Regions from separate parts of the Mus musculus genome. Here regions 1, 2, 4 and 5 are each linked to region 3. A link is a contact called in public Hi-C and HiChIP or PLAC-seq data. All regions are on one chromosome and are shown on one strand. Each heading gives the region's core, a stretch centred on a gene start, on an enhancer-like site or on the middle of the called end of the contact. The rest is flanking DNA. Distances are from core to core; before and after follow the strand shown.

Region 1 (2,908 bases), core at 299-2,798, 350 kb after region 3:
GAGCAATTACTATCAATATAAATAACAAGATGGGCAATGTATAAAATTAAATGTTTATAACAAGATTATTTCTATAATTGTTGCATCTGTGGAAAAATATTACTTAGGGTTAGACTAAAACAATTCAGTGCAATGACATTCCTGTTTTCACTGTGATCTGAGCAGCCTTTTATCCCGTGAGCCAACAGAGAGGTCAATGCTATACTAACTCACTCAGCCCCTAACTCTGAGTTATGCAGCTGAGTTGTACCATGGTTAACTCTAAAAGTTACTTCTAAATGTTGCTAAAAGCAAGGGATTTTAAACTGACTTATAGTAGCTTCTTTGTCCTTCTAGACATTTCTTCAACAGCTACTAGTGACCCATATAGCCCCAGCTTCACGGCAGAGTTTGCCTTGGGTCTTGCTCTGGGCAGAGCCTTTTAGAAGTTCTTCCCTATCGGTTGGCACTGCCAGAGCTTCCCCTGGCATTCACTGTATACTAGTCAATGACTAGGAATTGCATGGAACTGCCTGTATCTGTCTATTGGTCCATCGTGAAAATCAAGTACACATACCAAAAGCTTGATCTGAAATCTAGGTCTTAGAAACTATATCATATAAATATGGTCAAAATTAGATCCTCAGGAAAGAGCACTCCAAATATGCCTCAAGTTCTGTCCATTCTCCCTTACCTCTTAGATACTCTGTACTGTGCTGTGGTCAATTTCCCCGTCTCAGGGTCATGTACTGTAGCTCGGCTCAGCTACAAAAAGAAAAAAGAGAAAGGACAAGGCTTACACTCCAGCAGGCTGTCTCTGGGCTTTGTTCTCTGTTTTGCCAAGCCACAGGTGATTGGAAGGATTGATTGGTCTGCCTGGTGGGTAATGGTTCGAATCATAAAACACTCAGAAAGGTGGCAAGAAGAGCCACTCGTTCGTTCGTCCGGAGAGAATCTGACTGTAAATGTATTTATTGTCCTTTCACTTTTTTAAGACTAAACCCTTTGAGGCGTATGTCAATGATCTGCAGCAGTGGGTTTCACAGGAGCTCTCCCAAGTCTAGAAGTTTAATGCTTCAAATATAGATCAACAAGTTTTCTAAATTAGTTGATCATTTTGAAACTTTCATCAAGACAAGCTGGCTTTTCTCTAAACCATCCAAGTCAACGGAGGTGGGAAGTGATTTGGAAGGCTGAGCTCAGAAGCACAGCTGCTCTTTCCAGAGCCAACTTGTAGGCCAGTGGCTTGGTTTTTGTTTTTGTTTTAATAAAAAACTTCAGACCAGATTACTCCATATGACAAGGACAGCCTGGAGGTAAAAGACAACAGCAGACAATCACCACAGGGGAGGGTGTGTGAGCAGCACTCCACCCTGGGTGAACACACTGCCTCTTTTTTCTTTCTTAATTTCACATGCTCACAACAAAGGCAAAAGAAAAGGACCAGGCAATTTCCTGAGTGTTTAATACCTGATCATGACAATGCACTTAGTTCCTGAAACTCGAGGCCAATCAGAGATTAAAAACCAGAACTTCTAGTCAAGGGAAAACCCGTGAAACACAAGCACTCATTCACGCACTGCTCTGGAGTGTATGGCGGCCACTTGAGCTGGAGACTGGAGACGATCCACTTCGGTTAAGAAGAATTCTGGTAGGATGTTCAAAACGCTCGTTAGGAGGAAAGTATGTGGCATCCAATCTTACCTTTTGCTAATTCTGTAATGTACCGTCTCCAAGGCTCCTGTTACTGGGTTTGAAATGGTGGCTCGCCTCAGCTGTGAAGCCAACCGTCAAAACAGTTGCATTACAAGACAAAAAAACGATCACATTTCCCTAACCAGCCACAATGCTGGGTTTTCTTTTCTTTCTTCTTTAAACAAAAGAAGGTGAATAGAAAATAACTCAATACCCTTCCAATCACCTTGTGTCGCGCCTTGAAAGCCAGTTAGTTTTATGTTTCTTAAAAACTATTTTACTTGCTTTTCACTGCGTGAATAGAGGTCACACAAACAGAAAAGGTTGGAATTAATTTCTTCAGTAGGATAGAACATTGATAACGTGAAGAAAAGGCTCTAAAATGCAAAGTACCATTGATATTATAAGAATGGCCATTTGTAACTAATTAATCATGGACTCTAAAACCTCAGATTGTGACTCGTGACAACATGATTAGAGGGTCCCAATATTGTCTAAAATTTATTTTAAGGTCATTCTTTCCTCTTTTCAAGAGAAAGTGTGTACTTAACAGTATGTACAGTAAAACAGCCTTTCCACAGCCATGCAGGTAAAAGGAATGCATAGTCTTAACAGAAATGCTGACAGCCAAGAGAATAAAAAAAACAAAATTTAAATGGGAGGTTGATGCTGAAATAACAGAAAAATTAACTTTCACTGCCACTAAATTTACTGCTCAAAAATAATCTCAACTAAAACATTTCCTATGAAGCCTGGGGCCTTCCATCTCAAAAGTGAATTCTTAACAAAGATTCTACCAAGAAATACTGGTAAACTGGGTCTGACTATAAATAAGGGACCGAGTTAGGAATTCTAAAGAGAATGAGAAAATATGGAATGATTTTAAGAGGTTTTCTGCTAGGCAGCCAATTTGCTATATCTCTGGACAGCACCCATTGCATCACAAAAACTACATGATTTAAGGGGGGAAAAAAAGTGTTAATTTGGAAAAATAATAAAACTTTAAAAACTTTGAAATTTATCTAAGTATATACACACCTGGCCAGCAAACCCACTAGCCAAATAAACTGCCATCAGCTTTTAGAAATAAAATCTTGATTGTACCATAACCACCTCATTTATTTTCCTATTTTCTTTGGCTGCCTTTACACCAGATGGCAGAGCTGAGCAGTCGTGACAAGAGACCACACAGATGACAAAGCCCTCTAGAACATTTGCTACCTCAGCCTTTAGA
Region 2 (2,906 bases), core at 202-2,701, 300 kb before region 3:
CACAGACTACATTCGTAAATAAATAAATGTAATAAGAAATTTAAATTAAAAACTCCATTATGTAGGCCTCAACTGGGCAGTTCACAGCACATCCTAAGCAAAAATAGTGTCGCTTTCCATGAGCTCACCAGTGTAAGTTCTTGTATAGGTGTCTGATTAACCTATAGGGGGTGAGGTCTTGCTAGCCACCTAAGTATGAGCAGAGTGCTTCATTCACCCTATCCAGTATGATATTTTATCGTATCCAGTTTGATAACGCATTGAGGAACCATCGGTACAATACCCGCGGAAGAGAGGTAAGCCGTTTTAAAGATGCTAGAAATAAATACCTTCCAATCAGATTTATTTCCCTATCACAGTACAATTAAAATATGACTTACTAACACAGTTCTCGGACCAACACAGTACTGAGAAGGAACAGTTTCCCGAGGCCACTGCCTCCAGAACACAACAAACGGCTTCACGCTTGAATCAATAATTCGGAATTAAAGGCTCCTGATAAACTACCCCATGTTCCCATCCCAGATGGCTGCGGCTACAAGTTCACGTACTTAACAAGTTCCACCAAAGAAGGCCTAACAATCCCTTCCAAATGAATGCTTGACCCAACCCTCAGTCAAGTCGCTAATCCGCAGCCACCTGCAGGACGCAAGAAGAGGGTTCGTGCTTTGAGAAAACAGAAAATCAACGTTGGCAGGGGGATGCAATTATTAACAGTCTTGTGCCGCGCCACCCTGGTGTGCTACTCCTTTAGCATCCCTTCCCACTTCAAAAACCACGTTCTGTCGAAAAGGAGCCTTTACAAAGTGTGAGCACTGAGCACGAAGCCACAGTGGTACCTTTCCTGAGCAGCTCCAGGCAGAGACTGCGCAGAAGGAGGAGAGCGGACTAGCCCTGGGTCATGGGTGTTTGAAGAGGGAAAAGTGGATATGCTTTCGTGCAATTCTCACATAAAAAGCAAACGCTGAACATCCTACGCTAGAGAGGCGGAGCAGACAGCACCAACGCAAGAAAACCAAAACTGCGGGGGACTGGGGCGGGGAAGGGGGCGGGGCAGCCACAGCGACCCGGAAGTGTTCTCGGAAAGCTCGGTCTGGCCCAGCCGGGCTCCGCCCCCTCCACGCATGCGCGCTAGCACCGCCCTCTAGCCCTCACCGCCGCAGGGACAGGCGCAGCACCGCCATCAAACTCCCACAGCTCAGGCGGGCGCGCGCACGCCGCCGTCTACGTCGTGGCGAGCGAGGCCGCACGGCTTCGTCCAAGGGGCGGGGCTGTCAGTCAAAGTGCACAAGCTGCTGAGGTAAGTGGCCGAGAACCTTCCAGACCTGATTCCCCCCTACGCTCCTACCTGCCAGGACTAACTGGGAGCGTAGGAAGAGACCCTGGAGGCTCGCCCGCGCCGGCCGTATGCAAAGGCAGCGTCATCCGACTGAGCATGCGTGGGGCGGGTTGGCGCCTGCGCCGTGGGCCGGCCGCAAGCCTTCCCTTCCTCCCCGAGTTGTTGGGTAGGAAGCGTACCTGGGTGGAGTTGGAGTAGCCAGGATTAGGGTGCTGGCTCCTCCCCTCTCCCGCGAGCTTCTTCATCCCACCTAGAAAGAGCTACCGCAGCTAGGTGCTGCGGGTGGTGATCCGTCTGTCTAGGTGGGACACCTAGTGATTTTTGTTAGTAGAACCCAACGGGTGTCATAATTAGCCACCTCACTTGGATCCCGATCGACATAAGCATCTGGTTTGTTCTGGGCTTTATTTTAAAGGAGGATCTCTTTTTTTGTTTTGTTTTGTTTTAAGACTATAAGCGGAAAGTTTATGAGTGCGAGGTCGTCCCTGTCGTACACAAAGTAAGTATTTAACCACGCCAGCCATATTGTGCCCCACAAACTATCATTCCGCTTCTTAGGAGCGTTTCCTCTGCTTGGCAGCAGCCACAGCTTCCCTGATAGGGCCAAGTTCCAGATAATCATCATTCAACAAAAGTTCACTGAGTGCCTCGTTATGAGGATGGTAGTCTCCTGAGCGACAGGGTTGAATACTCCATGCAGAAAGAGTCATGACTGGAACTGTCTCGGTCCCCTGCAGCCTCTACTGAGCTGATTGCTTTTGTCCTCGGTTTGTTTGTTTGTTTGTTTTGGTTGGTTGGTTGGTTTTGTGGGGTTTTTTTTTTTTTTTTTTTTTTTGGTTTTTTTGGTTTGGTTTGGTTTTTTTTGGTTTTTCGAGACAGGGTTTCTCTGTACAGCCCTGGCTGTACTGGAACTCACGCTGTAGACCAGGCTGGCCTCGAACTCAGAAATCTGCCTGTCTCTGCCTCCCAAGTGCTGGGATTAAAGGCGTGGGCCACCTCCGCCCGGCTGACCTCGTATTTATAAATCATTCATCCAGGAGCCACTGTGACAAGGGTTTTTATAAGATGCCTCCAGGGTACAAAGGTAGTTTGTTTTCTCCTTCCAACGACATGGGATCCTTTTCAGTGCCTCACACTTGGGTAAGCAAACACTCTAGCCACCTCACAATACATCCCCAGGCCCAGGCTTGAAGCTGGTGTCTGCTGTCTTCCTCCTTAGCCTTTCATAGCTTCCCTGAACCCAGAACATTCCCATTCCCCATAACCTAGCTAACAACATTGCTATGGGGAATCGCTTATCTTCTGCCTCCCAAGGGCTGGGTTTACAGGCAGCTACCACACCTGTGAGGCTTGTAAGTGACTTGAAGGGCTCCCCAACCCCTCCAGTGAAAACACTTACTCCATGTAGCTCTCCCCAGCCCCACTGCAAGATTCTTTATAAGATCATGAGGTGAATGTGCTGACTGAGAGTGTAGCCCAGCGCTAGGATGTGTGAAGTGCGTAACATCACACTGCCTGCCTCCCGAGCAGACCCTTCCCTCCCGGGAGCTTTACACGTAAGTGAAAA
Region 3 (2,822 bases), core at 47-2,546:
GTTGGCAGAGACAGAAAGATTCAGACTTTAAGGCCAAACCTAGTGATGGGGGTGGGGAACCTACCTCAAAAAAAAAAAACAGAACAAAAAAGAATTCAAACAAAACAAAGTAACTGGTGGCCAGAACATCTTCCCGGATAAGTGGCATTCTAAACTCTTTAGGATAAGATTCTAAACAAGCATCACATTGTCCACACCGGCAAACATTCAGGATGGTCGAGTCCGCCAACTGTTTGTTATGTCTCAAAGGCTGACAATCAGTGAAACCTAAACTCCCCAACAGATGTGTTTCATCTCCAGCACACACTCCTTTCTAATGCTGTTAAATCACCTCCCTGTCTGACCCTACTGACTGCTTTAAAGTAAACAGAGGTTTATTAAGGGAGTCATCCCAGAAGTGGATCAAAACATGTATTTATAAACAAGCGGGAAAAAAATAGGTCTTTCCAAAATGTCTCAGGAAGAAAATTATTTAATCTTAATTATTTATTTACATGCACAAATATTTGCACTTCAAGCACCTGAAAGGGACTGTAGACAAAACCTCGGATTTATAAAGGTGACAACTTATTATAAAACACAGTCCGCCTTAAACTCTTCTTCTAGCATCCCACATAATCAGTAATACCTGGCTCATTCTCGAAACATCGTGTGGGTAGCCCCGACTGGGACTGGGCACAGACAGAGAAAGGGAGAATGAGAACGCGAAGTTGCTGGTGAGGATAAAAAACGGAACAGTCCGAGAAGTCTGCAGTTTGTTTTGCTTTTCTAAAAGGCCAATGATCCCCCCGCCCCATCTTCTCTATCCCCAATACATGTATTTATCTATCTTTCTGTCACAGCTCTAAACTCCTCCATCTACTTCTGACCACATCCACGAATTCCGGGAGAACTAGTGTGTCCTGGCCGCAGGTGGAGAGGATGCACTCTGAGGCTAGAAGCCGGGCACTACAAGTTCTCCCTGACAGGGATAAGGGGTGATAGGGTGAAGGGAGCGGAGGACCGAGAGTCCCCTCAGCATATCACCAACAGCATCACCAAGACAGCAGCAGTCCCTGGCGGACCTGAAAAGTGGCCGGATCTCAGAGCCACACGAAAGGCTCGTCCCCAAAATGCGCCGACTTCCCCTCCCCTAAACTCGCCTCCAGGCGATCAGATTCCTCACACTCACCCGTCCGCGCTCCAGCTTTAGCAGCAACTCGGAGAATGCCGCCCACCTCTGACAACCATAGAGACGCAAATGCCGGGGAGCCCCGCTCTGCGTCCTCCGCCCACTCTCACGTGACTCCCTTAGCCGCTGGGCCTGCCGGGATCTTGATGAAACGTAGCAGGGAGGAACCGAGTTGGGGAAAATGGGGCGGGGCGGAGAGGCAACCCCGCCCTTCTCTGGGGCCCGCCCACACTTCGGATCCCGCCCCGAGTCAAGACTCCGCCCTCGCCTGGGGGCCCGCCCTGTCCTCAGCCCCGCCCACACGTCGGTGCCACGCCCTCGCTGTTTAGGCGGGAATGCCGGCAGATTTGCAAAATCCCTCCTGCATTCCATTGCTGATTTTGTTTCTCTGCTGTCAAAGTCCACCTCTCCTGTGCCTCTTTCTAGTTAAACCCTGCTCTTCCGTAAGTGGGAAATTGATAACGAGGTTCTTCCCACCAGTCTAGAGGCTCACACTGGTTTTATTTTAGGAACATCTTTTATTTATTCTTTGACAGTTTCGTAAGATATAATGTATCTTAATCTTATCCACCTCCAGTTCTCCACGTTCACTCCTTCCAGGAAGTCCCCGCTAGTCTCCCAACACTTGGAACTTAGAGGCTAGTGTGGTTTACTTAGACCTGTGTCAAATTATGAAACAGAGGAGCTCAGCAGGTAAGGGCTCTTACTACCAAACCAGATAACCCGTATTTGAGTCCCAGGACACTTATGGTGGAAGGAGAGAACTGACTGATGCAAGTTGTCTCCTAACCTTCAGAACCATGCTGCGGAACACACATACCTGCATGCATACATACATACATACATACATACATACATACATACATGAAAAAAGGGAAGGAGAAAAGAGCGAATAAAAGTCTTCTCTTGGGACACACATCTTGTTATCTCTGAAACTTGTAAATTTCACATTGCATCGTAAATACCATAGAACACTTTGGAGGCTCACGGGATAAATTAACTCTTTATTTGAATAAGGAAAAGAGAAAAAAAATCATCAATATATAAATTGTTGAATAAAATTTTCAGCCAGATGTGGTGGCATAGAACTGTAATCCCAGAATCTGAGAGATAGAGGCAGTAGGATCAGGAGTTCAAAGCCATACTTAGTTACATAGTGAGTTTGAGGCTAGTGTGGGCTCTATAAGATCCTGTCTGAAAAACCAAGCCAAACATAAAAATCCATCAAGATCAAGGAAGACAATGATTAAGTTGGGCATGTTGGTATATGACTATAACCCCTGTAGAGACGGAGGCAGGAGGATCAGGAATTGTCTTTAGGTTGTCCTCAGCTACATAAATAGCAAATTTTTCCCTTACCTCCATCCATGTACCATAGCAAATGTGTCACCCCACACACATACTCACACACATAATAATATGTAAATAAATATAAGAAGAAATATCCAGGTATCCCTCCCCTGCCCCACACCAGTAGTTCCCATGCCATGTTGATAATCAAATGCCTCACACTTAACTGGAGAGATTTTTGGTTTAGGTTTTTATTTGAGACAGTTCTTTTTATATAGGCTAGGGTACCCATGCTGTTCTCAAACTCATGGTAATCCTCCTGCCTTGGCCTCCAAAGTGCAGGGGTTGTGGGCATGCACTA
Region 4 (2,700 bases), core at 53-2,552, 300 kb after region 3:
CAAAATTTGCTGAAATCTTTTGATGCTGTTTTACTAGAGAAGTAAGAACAAGATCGGGCTCACCATTTTACAAGAAGTCCTACTGTTGTTAGATGTTTGCTAAACCTTGGGTATATTGACAATACCTGTGTTGATTCAAATGGCAGGCATTAACTTTCCTGCCTCTTTGATGGATATTAGGTGAACTTAATGAGGTGACCCGGCCTTGTGCTTATCCATCTAACTTTGAGTAAACGTGATGCTGAGTCGCCCAGAATTTGACACTATGACATTGGGGGGGGGGGGGGGGGGACACGACACATGATACTCAGCTCCCATCTCTTCCCAGGAGGGTGAAGGGGAAGATGGCTTCAGCCTCAGCTCCTGCCCTAGCTGGCTTTCCAACTCAAGCAAGGTAGGCATGGGAGCTCACTCCAGTTCCCAGTTGTGTCTCTGGTGTTTGGCTCTCTTTGGTGGTGGCAGAGCTTGGGACCCCTGGCGGGCAGCAGGCAGGTCAGTTCAGTGATAACAGTGACTAAGGCAGGGCTGGACCCCTCCCTTGGCAGAATCTAGGCAAATCGCAGGCAGAGGCCTGCAGCAGAGAGGAGAGTCCTTCAAAGCTTTTGGGATGCGAAGGCAGTGAGTTGACCCAGGGCAGAATCTCCGGTTCCGCGTTCTCCCCTTAGGAGCATCTCTGAGACCCTGCGATTCCTCTCAAACCTCTCTGCCATCCCTTAAGGCCTTACCTGCCTCCAGTAAACTCCTAAAAGGCCTCAGCGAAAGTTCCCAGGAAGCTGAGCAGAGCCTGAGTTTCCGATAAATCACACTTTTATCAGGAGATATAGAACCCAGACTTCACTCGGGGCCCCTCACAGGATTTAGTTGCCTGCTTGCATTTCGGATGACGCTACACCTGATTTTGCTTTGCCTGGCGACCTGGCCTACCGGATGTAGGACAGATGTGACCTGCTTTGCTGCTCATGCTGTCACTCCCCACCCCCACTCCCAGAGAAGGCATCCACTCACCATATCGACACCGGTACTGACAGACTCCATTCTTCCCTCCCAGCAGCTCCATGAAGGAATCCACGTAGCTGTTGACAGACTCGAAGCTGCCCCGCAGCTGCCTCAGGCCCCAGTCAGAGTAGGACTCCTCTTCCTTGGGGCTGGGGTCACTCTGAGCCAGGTTCCCTACCAGGCCAAGCCACAGGAGGAAGAAGCCGCAGAGCAGCTTCATTTTGCACGCACAAGTAGACCCTCGCGGCTGCTCTCGTCCCCAACCCCAGCCAGGGTCCCAGGAAGCCCTGGGGACATACACAGCCCTGTGTCCGGGCTTATCGGTACAGTCAGTCTGTGTTCCCCAGAGGTGGACTTTAAACACAGCCATGGAGGCTGGGAGCCGATCCGAGCGATTAGAGAGGACAAAGGTGAAACCGTGGGAGGGGCTGTATGAGGATGGCCCAAGAGGGGACTTCCCAGTGGACCCCGAAGCGCTGGGGGGATGACTGCTCACTCTGTGAGGCTGGACGGGAGCCCCAGGATTCTCCAGCACACTTGAGCACCTCAGGTTTCTCTACTGCAGAGCTCTTCCCAAGATCTCAGCCACACCCCTGAACTACTTCCTCCTCTATACCTGTCCTGGGGAGGCCCATGAGGGTGTGTGCGAGACTCTGGTAGCCCTACTGGGGTCATCTTCACCACAGGTGAATCTAATAACAGATTATCAGGGGCTAAAATCCAAGTGTGCCTTGGTGAAAGTTCAGGTTTCGAGCCCAGTTTCTGCCTTGGTCCCTCCGTGTCTCTAGCTCAAATCCTTCCATCTGGCAAAGGTCCTGCTATCCTCCCAGGGAATACCTTTCCGAGAATCTGCAGGGCATGTGTTTATACTCAGTGCTGTATCCTGGGATCCCCTGAGACTGATGGCCCCAGGTCTCTTCTGGGAACATTCGGCCCCAGTGGTGATTCCTTCCTCCCACCCCCTTTTAGGCAGATAAAAGTCCAGGCTGCTATCAGAAAGCCTGTTTGAGATTCCAAGCTTTGAGATTGCTCTCTGGAATCCTGAGTTTGGGCGTCACTTTCAGCGTAGTTTGCTCTTGGCCATGTGAAGAATACCTATAAAATCACCAGTCTGGGAAACGACCATACACATTCTGAACTAGTCTCTTCTCAATCTCTCCTTTCCTGTCTCTCTCTGACTTTCTTCCTGTTTCTCTGTCTCTCTATCTCTCTGTGTGTGTCTGTCTCCCTGTCTTCTTGTTTCTCCCTCCCTCCCTCCCTCCCTCCCTCCCTTCCTCCCTCCACACATTCACACCTATTTTGTTAGGCAAGGTTGATATTTTTATTTGACAAATAAGAAATCAGGGAGAGGTTAAATGACTTCATTACTTAGGTCCCAAGGCTGGGCCAGGGCCATAACTGATGAGGTCATATCAGAACAGAACCATAGGACTCCTTCAAAAAGGAAGGAAAACGGGGGGGGGGGGGGGGCACAACTCAATAGTGGACCACCTACCTCTAATATGTGCAATGCCTCGAGTGTGTTTGGGAATGGGGTGCACATGTGGGTACAGGAGCCTGTGGAGGCTGGGGGATGCCCTGGAGCTGAAGGTTGGGGGGAGGGTGTCACCTGAGACAGGTGTCTGGAACTAAACTCAGGTCTCTGTAATTCCCTTAAAGAATTACAGGAAAACACAATCAAACAGGTGAAGGAATTGAACAAAA
Region 5 (2,888 bases), core at 308-2,807, 320 kb after region 3:
AAACATAACTTGTAAAGCCATTTTCCACTTTACTTCTGATAGACTGTCTTGAATTTCCTTAGAAAGTTCAAGATCAGACTTACCTCGTTCCCCAGCTGAAAAGTTCTGAATTCATACAGTTGAATCCTTCTTAACAGTCTGCTTTACGGGAACCTTTATCACCGTCGTTCCCCAGCTGATGAGTTCTGAATTCGGCAGTTGAATCCTTCTCAACAGTCTGTGTTACGGGAACCTTTATAAACGTGATCCGTAGTTCTGGTTCTGAAATGAAGTATCCCTCCTGCGCCAGTCCGGAGTTTTTTCTCGTCCCGGAATTCGGCACCAATTGTTATTAGACGCGTTCTCACGACCGGCCAGGAAGAACACAACAACCAGAATCTTCTACGGCAAAGCTTTATTGCTTATATCTTTATCGGGCCAGAGTGTAAGAAGCAAGAGAGGGAAGCAAGAGAGCGCAAGAAGCAAGAGAGAGAAAACGAAAACCCCTTCCCTCTTTTAAAGAGAACAACCATTGCCTAGGGCGCATCACTCCCTGATTGGCTGCAGCCCATGGCCGAGCTGACGTTCACGGGAAAAACAGAGTACAAGTGGTCGTAAATACCCTTGGCTCATGCGCAGATTATTTGTTTACCAACTTAGAACACAGGATGTCAGCGCCATCTTGTGACGGCGAATGTGGGGGCGGCTTCCCACAAGCAGGCACTTTAACAATGCCTTTATCTCTCCAACCTCACAACTCTAAATTTTTTTAAGCTTATAATAGAAATGAGACCGCCTGTCTTAGTCAGGGTTTCTATTCCTGCACAAAACATCATGACCAAGAAGCAAGTTGGGGAGGAAAGGGTTTATTCAGCTTACACTTCCACATTGCTGTTCATCACCAAAGGAAGTCAGGACTGGAACTCAAGCAGGTCAGGAAGCAGGAGCTGATGCAGAGGCCATGGAGGGATGTTACTTACTGGCTTGCTTCCCCTGGCTTGCTCAACTTGCTTTCTTATAGAACCCAGGACTACCAGCCCAGGGATGGCACCACCCACAATGGGCCCTACCCCTTTGATCACTAATTGAGAAAATGCTTTACAGTTGGATCTCATGGAGGCACTTCCCAAGTGAAACTCCTTTCTCTGTTATAACTCCAGCCTGTGTCAAGTTGACACACAAAACCAGCCAGTACATTGCCTAGTATTTTAAAAAGATTGTACGCTCCCCCAACACACACCTTGTTATCTTCATGTAGCATGTTCAAGACCATGCTGATTTGTCTGTCAGCTTCATGTAAACTGGATTTCTGCAGGGTAAGATGAGTCTGTAACCCCAGGCTCAAAGTCCCAACCCTACAACATTTTTCCAGAGCCAAGTGTGCTACACACAAGTACATGTGTTATATTTGTGTATTCAGGACACTGGACTATAGAGCCCCGATTATAGCTCAGTGAGCCTGCTGGGAGACCATGGAAATGGAAGACAAGGCAAAATGGCCATGGAAACCTAGAGGGCTCACTGTAGGTCAAACCTTGACAGAGCGATGGCATACACAGGTCCTAGCAGGAAGTCATGAAAGGTGGAGGAAGTGCAGTGTACTCTACAGGGGTCGGTGTCTATGGGTGTATTCCTCGGGACTGGGTAAGGTAGATATTGCCGCCAATGTGAGTGGGAAAGCACAGTGAGGCATCCAAACATGCTGAGTAACTTGAGGTCAGATTCTGAGTTGTGAACACCACCCAGTAGAGCAGTGCCTCCGTTCCCAGGCCTGTTCCTTACACTGCAGGGTGTTGGCTCCTGGTCTGCTGGTGCTGAGCATTTGGAAGTAGCCTGGCTATCAGTTACCCTGGAGCAGCCTCTGACAAAGGCACAGGGGAGATAGTGTGCAGATCTTGCCCTGGGCAAGAGATCCGAGTGTAACCAAGGCTCCTGCCAAGTCCTGTAGTGTAGCTGTAGCTCACTGTTGTTGTTTGGGTTTCTCCCTGCCCCCATCCCTCTCAGAACCTACTGGCACACCCACATCCTCATCCCCACCCTGCTGCTGAGAAACTGAAACTGAGAACCCCACCTCACCTTTTAAAGTTTCTCCTTTTTTCTTTCAGACCATCCCTGTATTCAGTGAATCCTGGGAACCAAGCTCAGTATCCATTGCCTGGTCTCTAATAAGGCTCTCCCTCTCCCTGCAGAGTAGGGGAGCCTCCAGGACAGACTCAGTGGAGGCCCTGCAGGACATCCGTGTCTTTGGATAGACTGTCAGTCTACAAGGCAGAGCATCTGAAGGAAAGCTAGGCCCTGGCCCATGTTTGCCGAGGGCTTAAGTGAGGAAACTGAGAAGAGCCACTTCCTGGCTCTAGTTAAAAAGCCTGAGATAGTGCACACAACCCTTGGCAGGCAGTGGGCAGTGATAGTGGTGAAAAAGAGTATCTGGTATTTGTATTTAAAGTTAATTATCAAGAGCTCCACCCCCATCCCGGAAGGGTAAACCCTGTGGTGACTCTCCTCAAATTATCAGTCACCCCACTGGAGGGGGTTGCTTTGTTAACCCTTGGAGAACTGACCTTTCACATCTCTCCAGCTACAGGGCCCTGCCACCAGAGCATCCCTGTGTCCCTGTCTGACTGCCTCTACTCTGAAATTTGCACATTCACATATGCAGGCAAACGCCCTCCCTATTGGGTACGCTTCCATCCTTCCCGAGTCCGGGTCCGTAGTGGGTTTCTTCACTTTTCCCCATTTTCTTCTCCTCTTTTACCACACTAACTTCCCACCTTGCCCTGACGGCCCCTTTACTTTTTGGCTCCCATTGCCTGTCGACATTCTGAACCTCGTCCATTTCTTAGCAGCCAGCGAGCATCTCAGCCTCTCAGCATCCTCAACCCTGCTCAGCACCACTATGCCCTCCAAAG

The links. A called contact is a pair of places that touch in the nucleus more often than the background predicts. HiChIP or PLAC-seq counts read pairs in DNA pulled down with a chosen protein or histone mark.
Region 1: an H3K4me3 HiChIP or PLAC-seq map of embryonic stem cells shows a contact between it and region 3, with 5 times the contacts expected there. The contact joins the enhancer-like site here to the promoter of Micu1 in region 3. A contact is called at or near these places in 3 of 39 promoter capture datasets (the C10 cell line, hippocampal neurons and liver), 1 of 15 datasets of contacts at CTCF or cohesin (the NIH/3T3 cell line), 9 of 115 datasets of contacts at active chromatin or transcription factors (bone marrow-derived macrophages, embryonic forebrain, embryonic stem cells and 2 more) and 1 of 9 other capture datasets (embryonic stem cells).
Region 2: a contact with region 3 is called in a Hi-C map of CD8 T cells, with 4 times the contacts expected there. The contact joins the promoter of Ascc1 here to the promoter of Micu1 in region 3. A contact is called at or near these places in 4 of 484 Hi-C or Micro-C datasets (CD4 T cells, CD8 T cells, cardiomyocytes and 1 more) and 1 of 9 other capture datasets (liver).
Region 4: a contact with region 3 is called in an H3K4me3 HiChIP or PLAC-seq map of embryonic stem cells, with 28 read pairs. The contact joins the promoter of Pla2g12b here to the promoter of Micu1 in region 3. A contact is called at or near these places in 10 of 39 promoter capture datasets (the 3T3-L1 cell line, 3T3-L1-derived adipocytes, cranial neural crest and 5 more), 1 of 15 datasets of contacts at CTCF or cohesin (the NIH/3T3 cell line), 2 of 484 Hi-C or Micro-C datasets (extraembryonic endoderm stem cells and nephron progenitors), 15 of 115 datasets of contacts at active chromatin or transcription factors (T-cell acute lymphoblastic leukemia, bone marrow-derived macrophages, embryonic limb bud and 7 more) and 2 of 9 other capture datasets (adipose tissue and embryonic stem cells).
Region 5: an H3K27ac HiChIP or PLAC-seq map of extraembryonic endoderm stem cells shows a contact between it and region 3, with 3 times the contacts expected there. The contact joins the enhancer-like site here to the promoter of Micu1 in region 3. A contact is called at or near these places in 6 of 39 promoter capture datasets (the C10 cell line, embryonic stem cells, hippocampal neurons and 2 more), 1 of 15 datasets of contacts at CTCF or cohesin (CD8 T cells), 2 of 484 Hi-C or Micro-C datasets (adipose-derived mesenchymal stem cells and nephron progenitors) and 13 of 115 datasets of contacts at active chromatin or transcription factors (the 230-238 cell line, astrocytes, bone marrow-derived macrophages and 7 more).

Annotation. Positions count from the first base shown.
Region 1 is chr10:59,353,186-59,356,093 of GRCm38.p6, reverse strand. It overlaps P4ha1 (procollagen-proline, 2-oxoglutarate 4-dioxygenase (proline 4-hydroxylase), alpha 1 polypeptide), which reads right to left. Exons shown (of 15, transcript NM_001316371.1): 9 at 674-744. Among named protein-coding and RNA genes, the nearest start is that of P4ha1, 31 kb to the right of the region's middle. Within about 2 kb of position 1,548, at least 9 of the 459 cell types and tissues checked have an H3K27ac peak or open chromatin away from gene starts, as enhancers often do. A contact at or near this core is called in embryonic stem cells, where this site is marked.
Region 2 is chr10:60,001,350-60,004,255 of GRCm38.p6, reverse strand. It overlaps Ascc1 (activating signal cointegrator 1 complex subunit 1), which reads right to left and starts at 1,451. Exons shown (of 11, transcript NM_026937.3): 1 at 1,349-1,451. Anapc16 (anaphase promoting complex subunit 16) reads left to right here and starts at 1,121. Exons shown (of 4, transcript NM_025514.3): 1 at 1,121-1,300.
Region 3 is chr10:59,701,037-59,703,858 of GRCm38.p6, reverse strand. It overlaps Micu1 (mitochondrial calcium uptake 1), which reads right to left and starts at 1,296. Exons shown (of 12, transcript NM_144822.3): 1 at 1,172-1,296.
Region 4 is chr10:59,402,287-59,404,986 of GRCm38.p6, reverse strand. Pla2g12b (phospholipase A2, group XIIB) reads right to left here and starts at 1,302. Exons shown (of 4, transcript NM_023530.2): 1 at 1,006-1,302. The coding sequence starts at 1,216.
Region 5 is chr10:59,379,605-59,382,492 of GRCm38.p6, reverse strand. No RefSeq gene overlaps it. Among named protein-coding and RNA genes, the nearest start is that of Pla2g12b, 23 kb to the left of the region's middle. Within about 2 kb of position 1,557, at least 62 of the 459 cell types and tissues checked have an H3K27ac peak or open chromatin away from gene starts, as enhancers often do. A contact at or near this core is called in CD8 T cells, extraembryonic endoderm stem cells and memory CD8 T cells, where this site is marked.